Linked DNA regions of Ovis aries: region 1 is linked to region 2. Evidence: chromatin contacts called from public Hi-C data. All regions are on one chromosome and are shown on one strand. The core of a region is the stretch at or near the end of the contact, and the rest is flanking DNA. Distances in the headings are between cores, read along the strand shown.

What was found. Hi-C and Micro-C count contacts between places; a contact is called where the count stands out from the background.
Region 1: a Hi-C map of hypothalamus shows a contact between it and region 2, with 3 times the contacts expected there. The contact joins the promoter of SMC3 here to the promoter of MXI1 in region 2. A contact is called at or near these places in 4 of 16 Hi-C or Micro-C datasets (hypothalamus, liver, muscle and 1 more).

The regions. Positions count from the first base shown.
Region 1 is chr22:30,645,806-30,653,198 of ARS-UI_Ramb_v3.0, forward strand. SMC3 (structural maintenance of chromosomes 3) reads left to right here and starts at 4,331. Exons shown (of 28, transcript XM_060404450.1): 1 at 4,331-4,469; 2 at 5,468-5,543. The coding sequence starts at 4,455.
Region 2 is chr22:30,306,222-30,312,803 of ARS-UI_Ramb_v3.0, forward strand. MXI1 (MAX interactor 1, dimerization protein) reads left to right here and starts at 4,455. Exons shown (of 6, transcript XM_027960481.3): 1 at 4,455-4,962. The coding sequence starts at 4,701. It overlaps LOC132658413 (a long non-coding RNA gene), which reads right to left. Exons shown (of 2, transcript XR_009598041.1): 2 at 6,576-6,582.

The DNA.
Region 1 (7,393 bases), core at 3,081-5,580, 340 kb after region 2:
GTTGTGCATGTATTTTTGATTTGGTGTTTTTGGTGGAATCTTTTTTACATACATCTATTCAACCAGGAGTGGAGTTTCTGGGTCATACAGTAGTTCCAATTTTAGTATTTTGAGAAACCTTCATACTTTTTTCCACACTGGCCGAACCAATTTACATTCCTACCAAACAGTGTTGGAGGGTTCTCTTTTCTCTGCATCCTTGCCAACATTTGTTCTTTGTGTTCTTTTTGACGATAGCCATTCTGACAGGTGTGATGTGGTTTTTGATTGGCATTTCCCTGATGATTTAATGATGTTGAGCATCTTTTCATGTCCCTGTTGGCTACCTGTATTTCTTCTTTGGAAAAATGTCTATTCAGTTCTTCTGCTCAGTTTTTAATCAAGTTGTTTGTATCTTGATATTGCATTGCAAGAGCTGTTTACATATGTTGGATAATAATTCCTTATTAGTCATACCATTTGCAAATATTTTCTCCCATTCAGTGTACTTTTTGTTTTGTTGATGGTTTCCTTTCCTGTGCAAAAACTTTTAAGTATATTTAGGTCCTATTTGTTTATTTTTGCTTTTATTTCCTTTACTTTATGAGACAGATCAAAAAAAGAAAAAAACTTTCCTCAAATCTTCTTCCCAATCTTCCCACCCAATCTGTAACCCCAGGCAACTACTAATCTATTTTATGTGTCTATGAATTTGTCTGTTTTGGACATTCTGTATAAATGGAATCATACAATATGTGCTTTTTTGTTACTACATTCTTTCACTTAGCTTACATTTGAAAGATTCATCCATTTTTTTTTCCCTTGGCTGCACTTCATGAGTTCCCCAACCAGGGCTTGAACCCAGGCCACAGCAGGGAAAGCCCAGAATCCTAACCACTGGGCCACCAGGGAACTCCTTTGGTATTCTGTTTTTTCTTTTTCCCTTTGGTATTCTTAAGTGTATGTGTCAGTACAATCTTCAGTGTGTATCAGTATTACTTTTTATTGCTGAATCATAAGGAATGATGCTAAAGCTGAAACTCCAGTACTTTAGCCACCTCATGCAAAGAGTTGACTCATTGGAAAAGACTCTGATGCTGGGAGGGATTAGGGGCAGGAGGAGAAGGGGACGACAGAGGATGAAATGGCTGGATGGCATCACTGACTCGATGGATGTGAGTCTGAGTGAACTCCGGGAGTTGGTGATGGACAAGGAGGCCTGGCGTGCTGCGAATCATGGGGTCTCAAAGAGTCGGACACGACTGAGCAACTGAACTGAACTGAACTTTATTGTATGGATTGAGCACATTTTACTCATCTACCAGTTGATTGACATTTAAGTTATTTCTACCTTTTAGCTGTTAAGAATAACGCTGCTATGGACATTCATATACACATTTTTGTGCGGAAGTTTTCATTTCTCTTGCATATATACCTAGAAATGAAACTGTGAGTCATGTGGTAATTCCACATCTAAATTTTCGAGGAACAAAGTGGCTGCAACATTTGACATTCCCAGCAGCAGTAAGACAGTTCCAATTTCTCCATATCCAAGCTAACACCTGTCATTGTCTGTCTTTTTTATTCTAGCTATCCTAGTGCGTATGAAGTGGTAGCTGACTGTGGCTAATGATGGTGAGCATCTTTTCATAAGTTTACTGACCACTTGGGAAAACGTGTATTCAAATCTTTTACCCATTTTTAAATCAAGTTGTCTTCTTATTGTTATTGTAAGAGTTCTTATATATTTCAGAAACAAGTCCCTTTTCAAATATATCAATAAAATTCACAAGTATTTTCTTCTTGTTTTATTTGTTTAGATGCACAAAAGTTTTGTTTTGTTTTGGTTTTCCAGCTGTGCTGAGTCTTTGTTGCTGTGCACAGCTTTCATGCTTTTCTCTCCAGCTGCAGAGGGTGGTGGTGTGGGTGGCGGGGGGAAGTTGCTACTCTTTCTTGCACTATGAGGGCTTCTCATTGTGGTGGCTTCTTTTGTTGAGAAGCACAGGCCCTAGAGTGTGCAGGGTTCAGTAGCTATGGCTTGCAGGCTCTAAAGTACAGGCTCAGTAGTTGTGGCATACGGGCTTAATTGCTCCAGGGCACATGGGATCTTCCCAGACCAGAAATGGAACTGGTGTCCCTTGCATTGGCAGACAGATTCTTAATCACTGGACCACCAGGGAAGTCCCTGCACAAAAGTTTTCATAGAGTATAAATTATGTTTCTTTCATCGCTTGTGCTTTTAGTGTCATGTTTAAGAAACCATTGCCTGATTTATAGTCACAAAGATTTACTCCTACATTATCATCTACGATTTTCTATTTTTAGCCCTTACATTTAAGGAGTCTATGGTTACAGCTAAGACCACCTTGTTCCTAGGAGTGAAATAGGCAGCCAGTTGTGGTAGAGGTTCATTTACATACTATATTAGATTAGGTTTAGGTGAGTGGAGGCTGATGTCAGTCACCACAGCAGAAAAATCACAACCTTTCACCCAGTTTATAGACTTTAGCCAGATCCCACACCACAGCCCATAAACCGAACAGAAGGCTGGGTCCTGAGCAAGGTGTATTCCTCCTGCAAATATATTCAGTATATTTATTCCTCCAATCTGACCCTGAAAGTTATCAGAGTAACTGACCCATCGGAGAAAGGGAGCAGTTAGATTTTTGAGTGTTACTGAATCCAGGCAGGACCCTGGGGGCCCTGCCTCATACCAAAAACCTGTGTCTCCCATTTCTTGTTTGTAAGAAAAAGGCTTCAGCCTCCTAGATTTTCCCTGGATTCCAAAGGGGATACTCAAAGTTACTAACTAGGGGAGTGAAGGAATGTAGAAAGAAATTAAAAGGAGGCAAGAAACAATAGAGCAGTGATGGGGAGGGGTCCTGGTTCTTTTTCAAGGTACACACACTACAATCTGGTACACATCTCTTGAGTTCTTCTACAGGCACTAAGTCCCCCAGGCAGATCAAGAACGGTAAATGAAGGCTGAGCGCAAGCATGTGGACCCCCGACTGGCTGGAACAAGAGGGCTAATTGAGAGTCCTGGAATATCACCGTTACTATACCAGGTCACACACCTCTGCAGCCCTTCCTCCAAAATTTGCTTATCAAAACTCTTCCCAGAAAACCATTGGGTAGTTTGTGCTTTTTGAACATAAGCTGCCCCATTCTCCTCGCAATGAATCTTTCTCTGCTCCAAACTAAAACTTTTCAGTTTGTTTGGTCTCATCACGGAAGTAATACTCAAAGTCGCAAAAACCAGCGACTTCCATCTCTTCTCCTAAGGGCCGGTTTGACTTTCCTAAAAGTGGTATGTTTTCCCTGAAGTGCTCTTTTTCTTTCCCTTGCCTCCTCTAATAAGTCATTTGTTTTCCCTGAAGTGTCCCTGTCCTCTTCATCTATTAAAAAGGTACATACATAAAGTCTTCTTCCAGCACCAAGAGGCGTTGACAGGGACGAAGTTAGTCATTTGAAATAGCTCAATGTAGAAATAATCAGCGCTAGAACTGTCCGCCGTAGCGGGACGGGTGGCGAGGACCGACCAACTTGAGTGCTGAGTGGCAGGTAATTTTACAGCGGCCCAGAGATCCGAGTTTTTCTCCTGCGATTGGTGCAGATCAGATACGCCCAGGGTTGCCACTAGCACCTCCAAGCTTTTAGGCTGTTAGGAAAAAAAGGGGGGGAGGGGTTTTAATCTTAAATAAATCTTTGCGTTCCAGTTGTCCAATCTGCCTAGATTTATACCAATTGGCAGAGCAGTAACAGCTCTGGGATATTAATAACTATGACATTATTAAAATTAATTTTCTAGCGTCAAGTCCCTTTGGGGCTGTCCTGAGAGTGGGGAGTCCAGAGTCAGCGGGGGCCATTCTAAGTTACACAAGAGAGAGAATAATAGAGGACCAGGGGTTCTGCCCCCCGAGTTTCCCCCCAGGTCGTGTACACTACAGGTTCGGGCAGCCGCGCCGCCCGCCCCAGCTCGGTATTTCCAAACAGCGCGAGACCACGGGGCCGTCAACTCGCACGGCTACTGGCGCTTGGACACCCTCTCTCAGCTTTGGCGCCGAACCTTTCGCCACCTTGTGGCCGCAACCATTGGCTGCCCGCTCGGAGGGTATACAGGTCAATCTCACGACCAAGGCTTTTCCGAATGAAGTTTCCGACTACTTCTCAGGGAAAATTCATTGAAAAATTGAGGAGTCACATGAAATTCAGCTAGCGACATCGCAGAAGGCTCTTTTGCTAAAAATACAGAGCAGATCTGACTCTGATTCCCCCCACGTTCCGAGGGAAGCTGCGAGGGTGGTTCCGTCCGAGGCGGGGACTCCGCCTCCATGGGCGCCGCCATTTTGTTTGGCTCGAGGGGTGCAAGCGGCGCCTTGGGGGGTGGGGTCGTTTAGGCGCCTCACCTAACCCCGCTGCCGAGTTGTTGCTGCTCGCCGGGAGCCCTTCTCGCCGGCCAGGGGCACGGAACCATGTACATAAAGCAGGTGAGGCCTGTGCGTCCCTCCCGCCCCTCAGGGGCTCGTGAGGACAGCTCCTGTCGGGGGTGTTGCTTCTTGCAGGGTGGCGCGGGGCTGGACAGGGACTGTGGGGGAGGGGCGCAGCTCGGGGCGCCCCTTTGCAGCCCGAGCCGCCCCTTTGCAGCCCGAGCCTCTCCGCAGGGCGCTTGTCTGAGGGAGGCGGGCTCTAGCGGAGAGAGCTGGAGGGGCTGGCGACGTGGGCCTTTTGGAGGGAACCGGGCCCTCCCGGGTGGACGAGAAGCAGCTTGGTCCTGTGGGGCTAGGCAGCCCCCTCGCGAGCCTTTTGCGTGGCGTGTGTGAAGAGAGGGTGTCCCCGGCCTCGGGACGCCTGTGGGGTCCAAGCTGGGTGTCAGCTTAGCCAGGGGCCTCGCTCCTCCCCGAGTTACCGGAGACGTGAAAGGGTCCCTCCTTCCTGCAGAATGTGTAGCGCCTCCTCATTCCGTTGTTTACTTTCTGTCAAAATGGTCTTCCCGCGCTGGAGGCCACCCCGAAAATGAGCCCATTCACACTCGTTAAGAGAAGTTTCTCGGCTGGATGTGTTGGACTCGGAGCAGTCCTGTCCTGGATGGGCGGCTCTTTTTTGGTCAGAGTGTGACTGAAAGGGGCGCCCAGGACCGCTGAGCCCCCCTGCATACTTGATAAGACTTTTATCCGGCCCTCTGATGGTTAGTGTTCCAGCCAGCCTTACCCAGTGTATTTGATTTTGAGCGCTCCCTAACAGGTTACTAATTATAACTTCTCTTAAGCAACACTGGTAGTGGTTACTGATATACGGGCAGTTTTAAGAAGATTTTTAAATCATTTTCCAAGATAAATTTTTCTTCTCTGACATGGGAATTTTTCTATTTGGCATTAAATGGGAAACCAGAAAGGGAAGGAGGGCAAAAGGAAAATACTAGCTTAGAGGTTATTTCTTTTGGGGCATGTTATTTCTTTCTGAAAAAAATCTCTCTTCTGTTTGTTAGGTTATTATCCAGGGTTTTCGAAGTTATAGAGATCAAACAATTGTAGACCCGTTCAGTTCAAAACATAATGTTATTGGTAAGTGTTCATGGTTCACTCTTGTCAGTTTTCTGTCTACATAGTCGTTTAAATTTGCCTACATTAGGCTTAAGGAGACAGGAATTGTCTTAATATTACATAAATTTGTATTTTTTTTTCTGTGTGAATACTTTTATCTGCACTGATGAAATTGCTTCCTTTTTACGTTTAAAAATACTTGGATAAGACAGAGTATTCATTTTTATTTGGTAGCCTTGTGTGTATGTGTTTTAATAGATTTAAGTTTATAGTGAATGGCACTAAATTTAGCATTTCAGCTATTCTTGGTATGTCATTTCCTACTTTAAAAGTGGTCACTATTGCCTTATTTCAAAGATGACCATTCTTTATTCACAAATTAGGTTGTTCTAAGACATTTTTTTTTCCCCATTATAATGTCCAAGGACAGACCATGCAGCTTGATAGGAAAAGCATAAACTTTGGATCATGGCAGAATGGGATTCAAATCCCAGTTCTGCTATGTATTCTTCAGACTTCCTGATGCTTCAGTTTTCTCACTTGGAAAGTGGAAATAATGATACATGTTTCTTAGGGCTGTTGGGAACATTAAATGAGAAAGCAATAATGTGAGGATAAGGGGGCTAATGGTGATTGTCCTTCAATATAATAATTAATATATAGGTTCTACAGATGATAGTGATACAGACAGCAGGTGTTTTCTGACCATCTGCTGAGTTTTTAAAGAACAGATTAAATGAGTGCTTCTAGACACCAGAAAGGAGAAGGCAATGGCACCCCACTCCAGTACTCTTGCCTGGAAAATCCCATGGGGTCGCTAAGATTCCGACACGACTGAGTGACTTCACTTTGACTTTTCACTTTCATGCATTGGAGAAGGAAATGGCAACCCATTCCAGTATTCTTGCCTGGAGAATCCCAGGGACAGGGGAGCCTGGTGGGCTGCCGTCTATGGGGTCTCACAGAGTCGGACATGCCTGAAGCGACTTAGCAGCAGCAGCAGCAGACACCAGAAAAGTATAGAATCGCTATCAACATAGATTTCAGCCCTACAGTGTCCTAGTTGGCTTGGTCTGCCACAACAAAATGTCATAGACTAGATGGCTTAAACAACAGGGATTTATTTTTTCACTGCTCTGGAGAACCTTTGTTTGAACCTCTCCCTCTTGAAAGAGCAGTCCTACCATAAAGGCCTCACTCCTAACCTCATGTAAATTACCTCCCAAAGACCCCTTATCTCCAAAAAGCTTCACATAGTAGGGTTAGGGCTTTAACATATGAATTAGGGGTCAGGGAGAGTATGTACCATGGAGTCCATAGCTTGAGGTAAGATTCATACTGTTGACTAAAAAAAATGCATGAGTTGGGAATTAAGTTTTATTTGGGGCAAAATGAGGACTGCAGCCCAGGAGATAAGCACCTCAGATAACTCTGTGAGACTGCTCCAAAGAGACAGTGGGGGAAGGTCAGTCTCTTAAGATTTTGGTGAAGGGGAAGTTCAGTGCATTCAAGCCTTTTGGTGGTTATTCAGTCGCTAAATTGTGTCTGACTCTTTGTGACCCCATGGAGTGCAGCATGCCAGCCTTCCCTGTCCTTTACCATCTCCTGGAATTTGCTCCGACTCCTGTCCATCGAGTTGGTGATGCGATCCAACCATCTCATTTCTGTCACCCCCTTCTCCTCCTGCCTTCAATCTTTCCCGGCATCAGGGTCTTTTCTAATAAGTTGGCCGTTCTCATCAGGTGGCCAAAGTATTGGAGCTTCAGCTTCAACATCAGTCCTTACAGTAAGTATTCAGAATTGATTTTCTTTAGGATTGACTGGTTTGATCTCCTTGCAGTACAAGGGACTCCCAAGAGTCTTCTCCATCA
Region 2 (6,582 bases), core at 3,205-5,704:
GCTGGAGCAAGGAAGCCAGGAAAGGCCAGCACCAAGGTTCAGCCAGGCAAGGAAAGGTCATTTATCTCTTTGACCTTCATGGCCTAAGCCTCTCTTCTGGGCCATACTTGTGCCATGCTAGGTGCTAGGGGCTGGGGATGGTTGGGGAGCAAGTCATGCTCCCTGCCCATGATGAGCTCATAGTCTAGCAAACCCTTTAAAAACTGGGCATTGCATGGGAGAAGCCCAGGAACTGCCTGAGACAGGAAGGGCCTGCCAACCTCAGAGGTCCAAGAGAAGGGAGGGCAGAGTCCAGAAGAGCAGAGATAATGCCCAGGAGCAGATGACATCCGGGTGAGCTCCAATGTAGGGTGGAGGCTCTTTATCCTCTGCCCATGTCTACACCCACTGGTGAGTGTGTGGGTGGGGGTGGGGGCATGGGGAGTGGTTGAAGGAGGCCTAGTCAGCACTTCTAAGCCTGTGCAGGAGCCAGTGGGAGAGGCAGAGTCCCACAGTTCTAGTTCCTGCTATTCTGCTTGTGCCTAACAGTTCCTAACCTTCCCCTACCCCGACCCCCAACCGCCACTCCGAAACTCCTGGGCTTCCCTTGAAGCCACTTCTAATAGATAAAGACAAGATAAAGGCTCCCAAGGAGAGAGGGAGTCCTGAGCCAGCTCATCAGATCATTGCCGACAATCCCTTTCAAAGGGAAAGGTGCCCAGGAAAAGCTTGGCTAGGGAAGCTCTGAGGATTAGGACTCAAGAGACAACGCAGGGGACAGATCTCTTGATGGTATTTACCAAGCCTGAGTGCAAAGACCACAGGTCAAAGAGCAGAGAAGAACTTGACTGGTTGTGCTAACAAGGTCCAAGGAAAAGCTAGATGTTGGAGGGTAGCTTCAGGCAGAAAGGTCTAGTGAAGGGAGCACAGGTGAGGAGGAAGGGCAGGCTTAAGGAGCCCAGGAGAACCAAAGTGGTCCAGGCTGGGGAAGGGCATCCCATCCAAATGCAGGATGGGGAGGTCTGGGGGAAGCTCTCATATCACAGCTTCAGTACTTAACTAGCCTCTGTGTACCTGAAGACATAATTACAGGCAAAACAACTCCTTTGATGTAAGAGTGTAGTGTAGTCTGGGGGGGAAGAAGGACAAATAAAGAATGATTTTGCTTTAATATGCAAATAAGGTTGTTGGAAAAATATTGCCAAATAGGCCAAGCAAAGAAACAGAAGGTTGAGAAAATATGACCCAGGCTGAGTGGGCACCCAAGACATTTAGGGTCCTTGGGAACATCATGGCTGGCCTGACTGGGCACCGCAAAAATTCACTGCTTTTCTTTAACATAGTTCCCATGTTCCTACAGGCTGATTGCCTTCTCATTCCCTCCCTGTTCTCTGCAGATATTCTCAGCAAGTTTCCAAAGAGGCCTGTTTATTTATGGATCAAGGCTCCAGAGAGGGACCTCCCTGGTGGTCCAGTGGTTAAGAATCTGCCTTCCAATGCAGAGGATGCGAGTTCGATCCCTGGTTGGGGAGCTAAGATCCCATATGCCATGGGGCAACTAAGCGCATGCGCTGCAACTAGAGAGGAGCCTGCGTGCCACAACTATTGAGCCTGCACGCTCTGGACCCCGTGCGCCACAATTAGAGAGGCCAGTGCTCTGCAATGAAGACTCGGCGCAGACGAAAACAAAAAGGCCCAAGAGAAAGAAAAAGGGTATGAACAGCTCCTCCTAGGAAGCAAAGGTAGTCAGGAATGGCGCTGAGCTTGTGAGCCAGCTCAGTCTGCCCTGTGATATAACTTCTGAAACACCCCTCTTTACGTTTGGAGCCAACTTTATTAGAGAAATCTATTGATTGGGGAATGGTTAGGGAGGAGGGATGCTCACATGATTTAACACTTGATGGGCTCTAAAAAAAATAAGGAAGAGCCTTTGAGCTTTAGCACATTCATCGTTCCAAAGACACGTTACCAAAATGAATGTATGCAACTCTACTGTATGTGAGACTCTGGGGCACAATAGCCTAGATTCTGTGAAACAAAAAGGCATTTCTCCTGCCTCCACTGTGTCTCTTGTGGTGCCATTGTCTGATGCTAAGAACTCACATAATAACAAAAAACAATGCCCCTATGATGGGAGGGAAGACTTGATTTGGCACCAGCAGTGGTGTTTTCCATGGGAATGATGGTGGGGGCTGTGGCTGACTGTGGGAATAGTGCAAATCAGCACTTTTTTGTAGATTTTCTTCAAGCCATTGTTTATTTTGGCTTTGGTCAGATCCGTGGCCCAGCTTGAAGATTCCCACTGGGCTTTCTGAAGCTCACAGACCTATGAGAGATGAAACAGGGATAAATAAATAATGACAAAACACTCTACCCCTGCCCTGGCACTCATGTGTGGGGTGTGCCTATCTTGCTGGGTGTGTATACATGCAGATTGCAGTACAGTATATGTACACATTTGGCCCACACCTCCACCAGGGAATCAGAAACCAAGGTTTTCTCTGGGCTTAGAAAGTTCTTTGTCTCACTTTCACCAGGGGCAAGGGAGATCAATTTTTGCAAAATGGCATTGGATAAAACTTGTTTATACTTCCTAAAGTCCTTTGATGTTTATAGATTTAAAAATATGAGTAAATCAGATTGTGGTTCCAACAGAACAAAAAGTAAATAGCTGTTGTGAAGATGGAAAAAAAGTGAAGTGAAACCGTTAGTCGCTCAGTCACGTCCAACTCTTTGTGACCCCATGGACTGTAGCCTGCCAGGCTCCTCTGTCCATGGAATTCTCCAGCCAAGAATACTGGAATGAGTTTCCATTCCCTTCTCCAGGGAATCTTCCCAACCCAGGGATCGAACCCAGGTCTCCTGCACTGCAGGCAGATTCCTTACCAGGGAATGAGCCACCAGTGAAGGTGAACTTTTATCTCACACCTTTTAGGAGCTTCTTCTCTACCCTAGCTAAAGGATGCAGAGATCAATCAAGATGGAAGATGAGCAGGGAATATGTGTAATATGATCATATTATGGTCCAAAATGTGAATATATCGGCTTTAAAATGCCAAATACTGATTCAGCAGCAGGTTATTGGAGTCTAAAAATACACAATACTTCAATGAGGGTGCATGAATTTATTTTACATATATATATAGTGTTTTCTACAAAGAAACACACTTTCTCTCCTTTTCTCCAAAAGTTTTCATTTCCAGGAAAAGTCTTCCTGACAAGTGTGTGTGAAGCTGTCTCTAAGCAGAGTGGCTGGGTTGCACAACTCCAGGGGGCAGCATTCACTGTGTCTTCTGTATAAATGGTTTCCCTGGAGGAAACCTCCAGGAGACCTTGCAAGGCAACAATATTTAGATAGGCTTATTGCACAGATGTTTTTCAACAAAGTGCAGGAGAGTCTTGTTTCCTATAACTTATTTCTCCTTTTAGCTGCCAAGTAGGGGACTCAGGTTCTTATCTGGGTCTGTATTGGAAGAAAAAGATCATACTATGAGCATGCTGACTGCAGATATAATTTAATCAACTCATGAATCTTATCAGAGGTTTCATGGATGGGGAAACAGGCTGAGAGAGGTTAGGGGACTTGCCCAGGCACACTCACAGTCCAGTCTGTGTGCAGCAGAGCTGGGGCTTGAATGCCTCTCTATGGCATTCCCCAACGGCCCTGACTGCCACCACACTTCCCAGGCCTGGAAAGCATCCATGGTTCCTGCAGACCCTGAATGGTCTGCACTGGCAATGGAACAGTGTCGCCTAGGGTAGGGGTCTTCAGAACCAAAAGGTGGAATTCAGCCACGGTAGGGGTGGGAAGTTCCTGGGCTGCCACGTCCGCCTTTCTGCCAAATAAAATAAAAGAGAGCCAGGTGTGGAGGCTCCCTACTGTGAGCTTTGCACAGCTGGACTAAGGCTGGGAAGAGGAGTGTGGGGAGAGACGCTTCCATCTCCTCCCCCTTCCTGGAAAATAACTCTGCATTTGAAGGGAGAAAGAAAGAGTGAGTAAATTTGTAACTGGGATTTGGTGGCCTGGGGATTTCATTTGGCCCTGTGAAGGCAGATTTCTGTGCCTCTGTGTGTGTGCGTGTGCGTGTACGTGTGTGTGTGTGTGTGTATGTAGGAGTGTGTCTATTGAGGGGAGAGAACTTGAGGTAACGTGTATGATTTTTTTGGACTGGACTTTTATTTTTTAAGTCATAGCAGCTACCGTTGGAATCTAGTATGTGGTGCCAGGCATTGGTATTATTTTCACGTGAAGTAAAAGAACAACAGTTTAATAGTTTGTTTTTCTGTGGGTACGCTCCGAGCCCTCGAGTATTTTTTCCATTTGGGTTTAAATACTACGCTCTACAATGTGATAAGATTGGGGAGAGGCGGGGTAGTATGCCAGGACTGGCAGGGGGCGGTCCCTGCCTCGCTTGTCTCCGCCTTTCATTTTGACCAGTCCGATGGCGACAGGCTCGCACTAGGACCCAGGCGCCAGAGCGCCTCCGTCTGTCCTGTAGGTTCATTCAATCTCCCATACACACAGACCCACAGCGAGACCGACACACACTCACACACACTCAAACACACAACAGCACGCAGCGAGGCTCGGGAAGTCAGGTCGCCTTCTTGCCTCGGCGCCTTCTTCGCTCCAGCCAGCCGGCTTTCCCCCGGGGCCCGGAGCTTGGCCGGGCCGCGCAGCCCCGAAAGAGGACGAGCTCGGCGGACCCCGCGGTCCCTCCATGGGCAAACGCGGGCGGCCGCGCAAGGAGGCGCGCTGCGAGGGCGCGGGGCTGGCCCCCGCCGCGCCCCCGGCCGTGACCGCGCCCCAGCCCCCGGCCCAGCCGGAGGAGCCCGCGGGGGCCAAGCTCAGGTGCCCCTTCTCGGACATTTTCAACACCAGCGAGAACTCGATGGAGAAGCACATCAACACTTTTCTGCAGAACGTGCAGATTCTGCTCGAGGCCGCCAGCTACCTGGAGCAGATCGAGAAAGAAAACAAAAGTAAGTTTGGGGGCCCTGGCTCCTCTTCGGCGCCGGGCTCTTTCTTCCTCGCCCACTTGGGCGACCCCTGACGCCTGCTTAGCCCCCCTCTCCCCAACACACTCACATCTAGCCCTCGGCAGTAAAGCCGATGACACCGGAGAAAGGACACGCACGCACAAAGCTGCTAAAGATGTAACAAAGACGAGCAGGGGGTAGGCGGGGGGGTGGGGGGGGGGGGGGGGGGTGCTGTCGGTGCGTCAGTCTGTCCGTCTCCGGGAGGGTGGGAGAACCGCTGGGCCGAGGAGCGGGGGAGTGTTGTTGTTTGCTGACAACTGAGCCGAGAGCTCATCTCTTCGAGGTCGCGTTTCTTACTTTTTTTTTTTTTTTCCTCTCTCCTTTTTTTTTTTTCCCCCGGAGCCTTCTCGGGCAGACAAGTGTTGTTTTTCCGTCGCTCGTTCCTGGGTGGGGTGGGGATTACAAGACGAAAGTTGGAAACTGTAGGCAGAGCTCGGCGGTTCCAGAAAGAAAACACATAGACACACGACAACGATAACAACAAGCAAACAGCCCTCCACGGCGTGGGCTCCGGCTGGCTCGGCTCTGCTTCTTCCTCCTGTCTACTTTGCCTTTTCCTCTCTTCTCGCTGCAAGGCTGGGCTCAGGCCATCGCGTCCACGGAGACAGTGCCCCTGCGCCTCTGCTGCCCTAGGTGCCCCTGCCCCCGACTCCCCCCACCCCCAAAGAAACAGGCCGGCAAAACCAAGCACCGCCAGCAGCTCGCCCGGGACCCGCGGTGCTGCGCCCGGGAAACTTGGCGAGGGGGACTCAGCGAGAAGGAAACTTTGGGATCTCGCAGGAAACAATAGTTGTGGAAGAAGGTGTGGGCTGTTATGTGCTGTTTCTTTATTTTCCGGGATACGGCTCCCGAGTGAGCGCGCTGGGCGAGGAAGGCAGATGCCTTCCTGGTGGCTTTCTACTGCTCCCCCAACCCCCACCCCAGATTCAGGTGGAGAGAGATGGTTGCGGGCGGGGGTGGGGGGGGCGGGCTGGGAGCCCCACCCCGGCCTGGCCTCCTTTTTCATATTTGTTTGTTTCATTTTTGCCTGGGTCCCCCAATCCTCCCCACGCCGTCGCCTCAGCGCCCTAACGGGGGCACGCGAGTGCGGCGTCTCCAGCACGGTTCTCACAAATAATAGCTGCGAGGAGGAAGGGGCCGAGGCGGACAGGCCACAGACTAGAGAAAAGCTAGCTGTTTAATCTGTCCGAGCAAGTAGGAAGATCAATGAGATGAGAGAAAAAGAGGGGGGGGGGGTGAGAGAAAGAAAGGGAGAAAAATGGTCCGATTGCAACGTGTCAAGTCTTGCAACCTAACCCCCCCAAACACAACAACAACCCTCAAACACAAAAACACCCTAGATGACCGACACCCCAGGCCTTCGGGGTTAAAGTAACCGCGTGATGGCAGCGAAATCGTGCAGTAGCTTAAGGCAAAAACAAGGATTTGTGTTGGGAGGTTGGTGGTGCGTTCTTTTCTTTTCTTCTGTCCCTGTTTTCTCGGGGTGCCTGGGTTACGAGAAAGGCGCATCGCCGGCGGTTGCAGCCGAATCAGTTTGCGATTATTCCGGGTGTCGGGTGGGGG